Linked DNA regions of Zea mays: all the other regions are linked to region 2. The links are chromatin contacts, called in public Hi-C maps. All regions are on one chromosome and are shown on one strand. The core of a region is the stretch at or near the end of the contact, and the rest is flanking DNA. Distances in the headings are between cores, read along the strand shown. Region 1 holds the start of LOC100284822. Region 2 holds the start of LOC103650588. Region 3 holds the start of LOC100272333 (Bifunctional 3-dehydroquinate dehydratase/shikimate dehydrogenase chloroplastic).

Region 1 (3,421 bases), core at 226-2,725, 310 kb after region 2:
TGTAGCTTCGATGATGCTTGGGCTGGCTCGATAACTCTTCATCGAGCTTAAGCATAGCCTCCTCCATGGCTGCTTGCAATGCATTCCACAATGCACCTTCGACTCCTTCACTTGAGTTTGTGCTCGAAGAAGACATGGCGTGAAGATGGGTATAAAAGGCGAGTTTGGAGGATAGAAACGAGATAAAATGGTGTGTAATGAGCTCCACCCAGGTAGAGATATTTATGGATGGAGTGGGGATGAAATTTAAGTTTTTTTGCATTTCTTCTATTTATTTAGACTTCAAACGATTAAAAACGGCTAGTGGTAACGGATAGCATCCGAAGTTGTCACCTTATTATCGCCCCTTCGCTCTCGCCCGCGAGACGCCACCGCCAACACGCCGCTCGCCTCCCTCTCGCTAGGGAGCGCGCTCCAGCACGGGCAAGAGCGAGGCAGTGGCAGCATCGTCTGCCGAGCTGCACCCGTCCACCTATTGCCCCGCTCCCCAGGGGCGTGCCCATGTAGAAACAAGGGTATTCAATTGAATACCCATTTTTTCTGGCAACAAAATTTATGTATATGTATACATATTATGTTTATACACTAAAATATTGTAAAAATATAAAATAACTTTGTTGTATAGGCTTACAGCTATTTGTCCCCAAACTTCGTTTTTTGCTGGCCTTTTTCATTTCCCTGTCATGTGACTATGGATAACAATCGCGTGGTTAGAAACACGAGTATATGGTTTACAAATCCATAACTACGAGACAAAATTAAATCCATACTCGTACCCATATACGTTCATAGGTATAGATCTATACTAATGTTAAATACACATCGGGTAACGGGTATGGATACTATATATTCATACCCACAAAAAATTATCATCTCATACCTTATTATATTTATACTCATACCCGTGGATAACAAATTATAATATATCTGTGTCCGATGGATAATTATCCGTTTCTCATGGATAACAAATTTAGGCTATAAAAAAATTATGTCTACTAAAATTTCGAATACTCATACCATAAATTTAATCTTGGGCCCGCCCCTACCGCTCCCGCTAATTATGTCGGTCGATACCGTCCGGGCTATGTGCTGCATTGGCACCAGCCTTATTGGAATAGAGCAGTGACGAGGTAAAAAAAATCTGCCAATGGCGTATGCTCTAAAATAATTTTAGCTACAGATATAGAATTTTTGATTTTGTAGTGACCCGTCGGTAATTTTACTGGACTGTATATGGACGAGAGGTACAGTGTTCTGAGTGAGCCTCTGAAAAAAGAGCCAGTCGGTCGCTGTCGTCACTTTTCTGCAGCGGAAAGGCCACGGTCGGGTCGTCAGAGTTTGAATCCGGTCTGGCCAGTTTTGCGTCGCGCCCCCTCTCCGTTCAAAACTATTCGCGTTTCAGTCCACTTGTTCTGTCCGCCTCTTCATTAATTGCTCCACCTCGCTGACGGAGCTCTGCTGCTGTCTTCAAGAAGCAGAATAGGAGTGAGGGAAAGCCCGTTGCTTTCGCTTCGGTTTTCTCCCAGAACTCCACCGAGAGAGGGGAAGGACTCCACAAGGAGAGGGGCCGAGGGGGGAGTAAACTCGGGTCCGTGTGACGGCAGAGAGTTTCCGACGAGGAGAGAGAAGCAGCTGGGAAGGGCACTCACGGAGCTTACAGAGAAAAAAGGGGTCGAGGTTCATGCCCGTTTGGTTCCTCGGTTGCTGCGTGAGGCGGCCGGAGGAGTCGTGAACCGGGAATGACGGGGGTGGTGGTGGTTTCCAGCGCGGGGTGCAAGGGTGGCGGCGGGGCGAAGAGGGCCGCCGGCGGCAGAGGTGGCGGGGAGGAGGAGCGGCGGCGGCGGGCGGCGGTTCTGGAGCTGCTGCTCGCGGCCGTGCGGCGCTCCGTGGTGGCGTGCCGGGTGGAGCGCGGGGCCGCCGGAGCCGGGTGGCCGGCGAGAGAGGAGGACGCGGCGGTGGCGCTCGAGGAGATGGAGATCGGTTGGCCCACCGACGTCCGCCACGTCGCCCACGTCACCTTCGACCGCTTCCACGGCTTCCTCGGCCTCCCCGTCGAGTTCGAGGATGAGATGCCCTGCCGCGTGCCCAGCGCCAGGTGAGCAACCGTCCCCACCACCTCCTTGTCTCCCTCCCGCGTCACCGTAAGATTCAAAATCGAAGCTTCCGTAGAAAATTTCGCTTACGGGGCAAGAGTCATACTGAAAAAAATTGATTTTCTGAAGGATGAGTTTATGATTTTGAGTGCTCCCAGTTTGGACTTTGGAGCATGTTCTTATCTGAGGATGCTGTTCCGCCAGAGTTCTGATAACTAGAGCAAAACTTCAGTTCCTGCAGATGTATGCCTGGATTTTCAAAGTGCAAACATGAGTTCAACTGATGCATTTAATTCCTATTCCTTATGCACTGTATTAAGCAGATCTTTTGTGCAATTACAGCAACATTGGCACTAATCCGGTGGAACTCTTATTCCTGAGTCACACATTGTAACAAGTCTGAATTTGTGTTGGACCGTATGAATTGTCCCCCAAGCTTTGCCAGTTGAACTCATCAATCCATGACTTGTGAATTCATCAAGCTCATTCTCTTTTATTTTCTCTAGCGCCAGCGTTTTTGGTGTCTCGGCTGAATTGATGCAATGCACATACGATGGCAAGGGAAATTCAGTCCCCACGATATTGCTGCTCTTGCAGGAGAGGCTGTATGCCCACGGGGGGCTGAAGGTTAGTCATGTGGCATGAATCTATTATAAAACTAAGACTTTTGAGTGTTTGTCATGTGACATGAAACTGATTTGCTCCTATGGAATTACTAAAATTCCATTTTCAGTCTGAGGGGATCTTTCGCATTAATCCAGAGAATGACCAAGAGGAGCACGTGAGGGACCAGCTGAACAAAGGAATTGTACCTGATGACATTGATGTTCACTGCTTGGCTAGCCTGATTAAGGTAGGACATCCATTAGCTTGAAGCAACCATGAAACTATGTTCCATCTACATTGTGACTCACTATTTTTAACTGATTTTGAACATACATCAACACCAGTTCCATGAAATAAGGGAACTGAAACTTCTGCACATTTAAATTGGACAGGCATGGTTCAGGGAACTTCCAGAAGGTGTCCTGGATGGCCTGTCCCCTCAGCAAGTGCTTCAATGCAATTCTGAAGGGGAGTTCCTTGAGCTTGTGACACTGTTGCGCCCCACTCAGGCGGCACTCCTCAATTGGGCTGTCGAGCTGATGTCTGATGTTGTCGAAGAGGAGGAGCTCAACAAGATGAATGCTAGGAACGTAGCCATGGTGTTTGCCCCCAACATGACACAGGTAGTTTACTATTATTGCAGGCATAGGACTATAGGAGGTGTTCCATATGCACATGTACTTCTCATACAACAAAATTGCGAGAAATCTGTAGATCACCCT
Region 2 (3,836 bases), core at 758-3,257:
TGGCCCAAGGGCACATTTCTCTTTCAGGATCCGGATAGTATAGTTCAGATATCGGATACAAATTTGAGATGGTTGATATCCGTCGGATTTCGGATATCTAGATTTCTTTTCCGATATATCTTCCCGGATATCCTGATATCTTTTCGGATATCCGGATAGCTGTGTGCATTTTGATGATTTTCAGAAGAAAAAATTAATAATACGCAAATAGACTAAAAAATCATAAAATTTTATGTAGGCTTAACATATGTCCATATATAATTCTAAAAAATGTTTGGATCATAAAATCTACAAGATGCCATCATTTTTTCTATTTCATTTCAACTTATTGTGTAAGTTACACATAAAATCACTCCAAGTGTCCAAGTTTCAACGTAATCAATACTCCACTTTATCATTTTCATGTAGGGACTTGAGGTTATCTTATTATAGAATGTTTATTACTCTTAGTAATTTGTTTGCATTTTTTGGCTGACACTAAAATACTTACTGAATTTAATTGTTTTTGATGCTTTTCTGCAGGAATAAATTAACAATACACAAATAGCCTTATAAATTCATGAAAATTTACAGAGACGTAACATATGTCCACATGTAATCCTAAAAAATGTTTGGACCATAAAATCCACAATATGCCATCATTTCTTCTATTTCACTTTCACTTGTTGCATAAGTTACATATGAAATCACTAAGTATCCAAGTTTTAACATAATCAATACTTGACTTTATCATTTTCATATGGGGACTTGAGGTCATCTTGTTATAGAAAGTTTATTACACTTGGTAACTTATTTGCATTTTTTGTCTAATCTAGAATATTTTATGAATTTAATTGTATTTTAATGATTTTTTGCAAAATTAAATTGATAATACACAAATAGCCTCAGAAATTCATGAAATTTTACAGAGGCACAACATATGTCCATATATAATCCTAAAAAATGTTTAGACCACAAAATCTATAAGACGCCAACGTTTCTTCTATTTCACTTCCACTTGTTATGTGAGTTACACATGAAATCACTTTATGTATCCAAGTTTCAACATAAACAATACTTCATTTTATCATTTTCATGTGGTGTATTGAGGTTATCGTCTTATAGAATATTTATTAGTTTTGATATCTTATTTGTAATTTTCAGTCGACATTAGAATAATTTTATGAATTTAATTGCATTTTGATGATTTTTTAAAGAAAGAAAATTAATAACACACAAATAGCCTTATAAATTCATGAAGTTTTATAGGAGGCACAATATGTGTCCAAATATAATCCTAAAAATATTGGACCATAAAATTCACAAGATGCCAGCAGTTCTTCCATTTCTCTTTCACTTGTTGCATAAGTTACACGTGAAATCACTATAAGTATCAAGTTTAATATAACCAATACTTCATTTTATCATTTTTATGTGGGGACTTGTGGTTATCTTCTTATAGAATGTTTATTAGCCTTGCTAACTCATTTGTAATTTTTGGTCGACACTAGAATATTTTATGAATTTAATTGTATTTTGATGATCTTCTGCAGAAAGAAATTAATAGTACACAAATAGCCTCAGAAATTTATGAAATTTTATAAAATCACAACATATGTTCACATATATTTCTTAAAAATTTTGGACTCAAAGGAGTAGCTAAATAATTACAAGAACCATGGTATATGTGAAATGGGTGTCTTACACGGTATCCGACAAAAAAAATCGTTACTGACGCTATCCATGACCAGCTAGTTTCGTATTCAATACACGACTATCCGTATTTGCATCCAAAAATATTTGTATTCGAATCCGAAAAAATATGATTTTAGTGATATCCAACCGTATCCGATCTGATTATATCTTTATGGTTCCCCACTCCTAGTGGGTCGGGTCGGATCCCCGCGGGCCTGCCCCACCAATTTTTTTTTTGCCACCCTTACCCATCCAGAGACCTTGTTCAGAAAACCCTACTCGTGCAGGGACCTATCCTCAAAACCACACCGCTTACCCTCCTCGTCTTGGTGCTCCTTCACCTCTCCCCTCCCCGCCGCTCGCGCCTCCGAAGTCCGAACCCAATTCCAAACGCAAATTACACCAAACCATCCCCGAATCATGTCAAAATTTCCCCAATACGCGTCCAAACCCCACCCGACCACCCTCCCCCAAATTCGTTTCGAATCAGATTACCGACGCGACCACCCATCTGGGCTCTGGCCGCCTCGCCCCCCGTCGCTCCCTTCCATGGCGTTTCACGTCGCGTGCCCCATCACTTGGTAATCTCCCTCCCTCTGACCTCTCTGTCTCGTCACCCCCTCATCCTTCTCTATAACGCTCGCGCGCTCTGACGGGCGGGTGGCGCCACCTCCATCTCTCCCTCTGTTCCTCTGCAGCAGGAGGGTGTGCGACTGCGAGCTAGGGTTCGGCGCCGCAGCGGCGAGGAAGGGAGGAGGGGGTGGTGCTGCGGCGGCGGTATGGGCGGGCACGGCGGCGGTGCTCGAGGGGTTCCTCGTGGATCCGTGGCTGCTGCGGCCGGCTGGGGCCGTGGACGAGGATGCGGCGACGGTGCAGGTGGAAGTGCCGCCCCTGGAGCCGGACCCTGAGGATGGGGAGGACGAGGCGCGCCGGGCGGCAGCGCAGCGCGGCGCCGCCGCGGCAGAGGACCTCGCCAGGCGCTTCGAGAGCGGTGCCTACGGATCGCCGGTCAGCGGATCTCTCTCCCTTCCGTCGCTGTTTTGCCGTGTGTCCTGGCTAGTGTGCTTGCTGCCTTGTGTTCGTGGGAAAATTTCAAGTGGGTTCTGTGCCTAGCGTGGCTTATCTTCGTGCTGGATTGTGGGATGCTTGTGGTCTTTTGCTATGAGTTGCATGGAATTCTTGGCTGGGACAAAGGAATCTGATTTATGCATGTTGTAGAAGTTTGCATTCTTTTGTGTTGAGGTTTATAGGATTGCAGTCGACGAAAGACTGTTCCTCTTGGGAATTGTGGGGCAGCCTAGTGCTGGGATTGTATTACTGTGGTTAATTAGCACCATCATTCGGTACTGGCACGCACAACCTAGTCACTGAGCATCAGTGGGCACACGCAGCCATGACATTGCTAATGTTTTGCGGGTGGCAGTATTGGCGCTGGCTTTTCCACCAGTGATGTTTTTTTCCCGTGGGTTGCTCATGAGGTGCTGCAACTGTAATAAGTACGGACTCATATCCAAAATTGTAGGTCATTTTGGCTTTTCTAGGTACATAGCTTTTGCTATCCACCTATATATCTCTAACTGTATAGTCTGTATATCTAGAACAGCCAAAGCGAGCTATATAATTTAGAGCAGATGGAGTAGTATTTTAGGTTTTTCGTTTAGTGTTCAGATCGGTAACGTATTCATGTTTAGTGAGGTATAGCTGTATGATGATATTCTGATGTTATTTGGTGCCTGACTGCCTGAGCTTTCGGGTTTTCCAGATGATTTTAAGTTTCCTAATAAAGTGTTGGATGCAAAGCGATATTATGGATATTTCGAAACGGTTACATGCATGGTGACATGTGGCACACAAAAAGAGTCGTTCTCGAATTTTGAGCTTGTGTGCATACACGTGGTTATCGTGTTGTGTATGGTGTGCTCTTGGACGTTACCTAGGCCTTCACTGGTGAGAAATGGCTAAAGCAGTTCATTAGGAGAGCTGTGGGGTTATATAACTTATGTCCATGTAGGTTTATGATACAAACAACCCTGTATAATGTACCTAAGCTTTGGAAACAGACCTGTGGCTCATGGAGCTTTGCGCCTTTGCCTATACACTAATTTTGATCGGTGCTGTATGCTTGTATGATTACCATGCAGAAATGTGGGTAGCCTAGCTTC
Region 3 (3,410 bases), core at 639-3,138, 510 kb before region 2:
CATGTTCTTTCCTCACCAGCCCAATGATAGGCACCTGCTTTTCCTAATTCATTGTTCAAATAAAAAGATATTGTGAACAGGGAATCAAGAATCATACAAACTGAAGAATAAAGCATTCAAATTAACACATAGGATGATATCGTTTTGCATGCAAAGCACTACACCATCATTTATGCATCACTAGTGGAATCCTAACATCATACCATTCATGCAAGGAGGTTTGAAAAAAAATTCCCTGCGTGAAATATCCACTCAGAACATAAACAGTTCAATAGCTAGTCATTCATATCGATCGCTAAATGTATATAGTTTTATTTGTCCATATTGCACATAACTTCATGTTATTTAGCATATTCAAGTGTATCGCACTAGGGGCCTCCCTGACTGTTTTCCCCTAATATGATCCTTTTCGGTCTTAGTGATAACAGGTCAGAGATTTCATTACTACAGTCTTGAAATGTGAGCATTTGATATGAGGAAATCCGTAGGTGTAGCAGCCTAGCCCCTAGCTCTCCAATGATAATCCGCGTTTAGTCACCAATAAACCAGTTATACTGCTATCCTCATACAACGACTTGCTGGAGATTGGAAGTGCACTAGTTTGTTTTAGAATTAGCAGAGAGCCGTGAGTGCTATGGATAATTTGGCAAAAGTTCATATCTCAGTCAAGAATATCACAAACTTGGATATAGTAAAACTCACATGGCAATGTGCAAGTACTTGAAACATTCTTGATGTGTCTACAATGTCAGCAGCAGTGGTTTCAATTTTCACAATGTCAGCCCCCGTTGCTCGTATCTGAGCTACTAAATTCAGAAGTTCATGTACCGATGGAGTGGTCTTGTAGTCGTATGCTGAAATGATGAGCTTACAGTTTTGAGGTTTCTTCCCAGACAAATACTTCATAAATTTGTCGGCGACCTGCAGAGCAGCATGGTAATAGTGACAATTGAAAAGTGATTCACTTGTCCCAAAAACATGTAATTAAGCACAAGAAGGAAACTGCATCGAAATGTACTCCAACTCTGAACTCTCAGATATCCAATTCAGTAGTACTGCACACATAAAGCTATGAATTCGCCAAGCCTCACGAAATGGTCCTAAAATCAAATGAATAAGGACAAATTCTTTGCCCTGCAAACTAGCCTTTTGAATTGTGACAGTCTGAAATTAAATTAAAAGGAGTGAGGACGGAGCCAACCTTGAACTCGACATCGACATATTCAGCTCCCAGCTCCATTGCCAGTAGAAGCGCCTCAAACCGTGGCTCATCTTCGCCTGCGTACTGGCCTCCCTCCCAATTCGGCCTGCACAATCAAAACCAAGAAATACATTTCTTTTCATACGAGATTAACTGAGCAAATACATATTGTTCCACTGATGGTACAATAGAAACACAGTCTGAAAACTACAAAGAAAAAAAAACAAATTCCCCTTTCAATTGTACTGAAACCAGCCAGAACCAAGTGCTCACAGAATGCGCCAAGAAGGTGTCCCCGAGAAGAAGATGCAAACCTGTAGGTGACGATGACGGGGAGCGAGCGGGGCTGGGCGAGAAGCACGGGCAGGTCCCTGCATGGCGTAGACCAGAGTAGACCAGAGTAGACTGCCACGCCGCCGGCGTAGAAGTCGCTGCAGTCGCCATTGGCACTCGGTGCGGTGGCTGGTGGGACTTGGGAGCAGCAGATCAGCTTGCCGCGGAGTGGCGCGTTTAGCTCTGCGGCAGAAGTGTACGCGTGGCTGCCGGGCGGTACACGCATAAATGTTGCACCTGCCGGCGTTGCCTTGTCCCCTAGCTCCTGGCGGCGGCGGCGAAATCCGACGTGGGTTTTGGCTGCCGGCCACCGCCGGCTCTTTTGGCTCTGGAGGTGGGTGGAAGTGTGGAACTGGGACCTCATTTTTTAATTTTTTTTCAGAGGGCTGGCAGTGAAATAAGATGCGTAACTTTTCAAAACTAACTAAAAATCGACCTGACGTCGGGCGTGTCACGGCCAGAAGCCTAGATGGACTCAATAACTTATTTTTACATGAATTTTATAGTTTTTTCTAATAGTACGGGGCTTGTGGTTTTTTTTGCAAAAACTTCGCTCATCTCTGTAACAAAGAAAACAATTAGAAGTTTTAGAGGATTTTAATCATAGGGCTAGTTCGGCAAACCTATTTTTCGAGATTTTTATTTTCCCATGAAAAAATCAGTCTATTTTTGTGCAAATCTAGTCCTACATTTTTTTATTCCTATTGTTATTAGCATATAGGTCATGCTAATGCTACAATCCGAGAGAGAGGAAGAAAGGGGTCAACGGTGGTGGCAATGGCGCGAGGGGAGAGATTGATGGCGGCGCGAGTGAGGGGAAAGGGGCGGCGAGGATAAGGGGAGAGAGATGTTGGGGGCGGCAGGGGAGGGATAAGGAAAAAGATAAAAGATGATTTAAATAATATTGTAGATTGAATGAGTAAGAGATTTATCCAATAATCTAAACAAGTTTTTGCTGCGTAAACAGTTAATCACCTCTCCACAACAAGACTCTCCCCATCCAAACCGTGATATCAGATATCCCTAGTGACACATAAATGCATTGACATGATCAGAAAAGGGGTTGCAACTGTGACCAGCCAAAAACACAAGACTTGCACAAGTATCTGAACTCTGAAGTATGGACACATGAACAACATGAACTGAGAGTTGTACACAACATAATGGTTTGATGTTTGCACAACATCTCTACTATAAAGCATATTGTGTGTCACGCACGAAACACATGGTTATTCTCCATTTCCTATGGATAAGGCTCATCTCGCCCATGATGCAAAACTAATGGCCCGCTATAAATCATTCGCGTTCCTGTCGTGACTCGTCTCGCTAACGGGCCGATGGGCGGCTCAGTCCTCCTCGGCGACACTCCTCTAGTCGCTCATCATCACTGCCCCATCGCGTCGTGGACATCAGCATTGCCAACATCGTCATCGGGTCGCCGCCTTCTCCTAGTCGTTGATGCCGACCTATGCTAATAAGAAGTTGCCAACAACAATGACAGGGAGGTAAGACGAGGCCGCAGAACTGGTGAAGGGGGAAGGCGGAGGTGAACAGGAAGAAGATCCTCTTGTCGAAGGATGGACGGAGTCTGTTGAGGCCTAGCCGTGTGTAGACATATATTTTCTTTTTTCCACGTTTCTTTGTAAGATATTAAGGTGTTTATGGAATCATTATGCACTAACATTTTTTCGAAGAATTTGTGTGACGTCGCAATGCTCGATCATTGTACTAGTAATGGTTTGATATGACACTTCACTACCATTCCGCAGCATGGCCCCTGCGAATTTCGTTTCAAGTTAGAAGCATCAACCTCACCTTTGATCTTACGTTGTTCAACCCCACTAAAGGCTATAACATATCGTCCATATGGTAGTAC

What was found. Hi-C and Micro-C count contacts between places; a contact is called where the count stands out from the background.
Region 1: a Hi-C map of tassel shows a contact between it and region 2, with 3 times the contacts expected there. The contact joins the promoter of LOC100284822 here to the promoter of LOC103650588 in region 2. A contact is called at or near these places in 3 of 25 Hi-C or Micro-C datasets (ear, leaf and tassel).
Region 3: a contact with region 2 is called in a Hi-C map of leaf, with 3 times the contacts expected there. The contact joins the promoter of LOC100272333 here to the promoter of LOC103650588 in region 2. A contact is called at or near these places in 3 of 25 Hi-C or Micro-C datasets (ear, leaf and tassel).

The regions. Positions count from the first base shown.
Region 1 is chr3:135,618,808-135,622,228 of Zm-B73-REFERENCE-NAM-5.0, forward strand. LOC100284822 reads left to right here and starts at 1,476. Exons shown (of 5, transcript NM_001157717.1): 1 at 1,476-2,095; 2 at 2,600-2,720; 3 at 2,827-2,946; 4 at 3,092-3,322. The coding sequence starts at 1,740.
Region 2 is chr3:135,311,588-135,315,423 of Zm-B73-REFERENCE-NAM-5.0, forward strand. It overlaps LOC103650588, which reads left to right and starts at 2,008. Exons shown (of 12, transcript XM_008676156.4): 1 at 2,008-2,255; 2 at 2,373-2,682. The coding sequence starts at 2,095.
Region 3 is chr3:134,805,410-134,808,819 of Zm-B73-REFERENCE-NAM-5.0, forward strand. LOC100272333 (Bifunctional 3-dehydroquinate dehydratase/shikimate dehydrogenase chloroplastic) reads right to left here and starts at 1,889. Exons shown (of 10, transcript NM_001146817.1): 1 at 1,516-1,889; 2 at 1,202-1,307; 3 at 703-921; 4 at 1-43. The coding sequence starts at 1,760.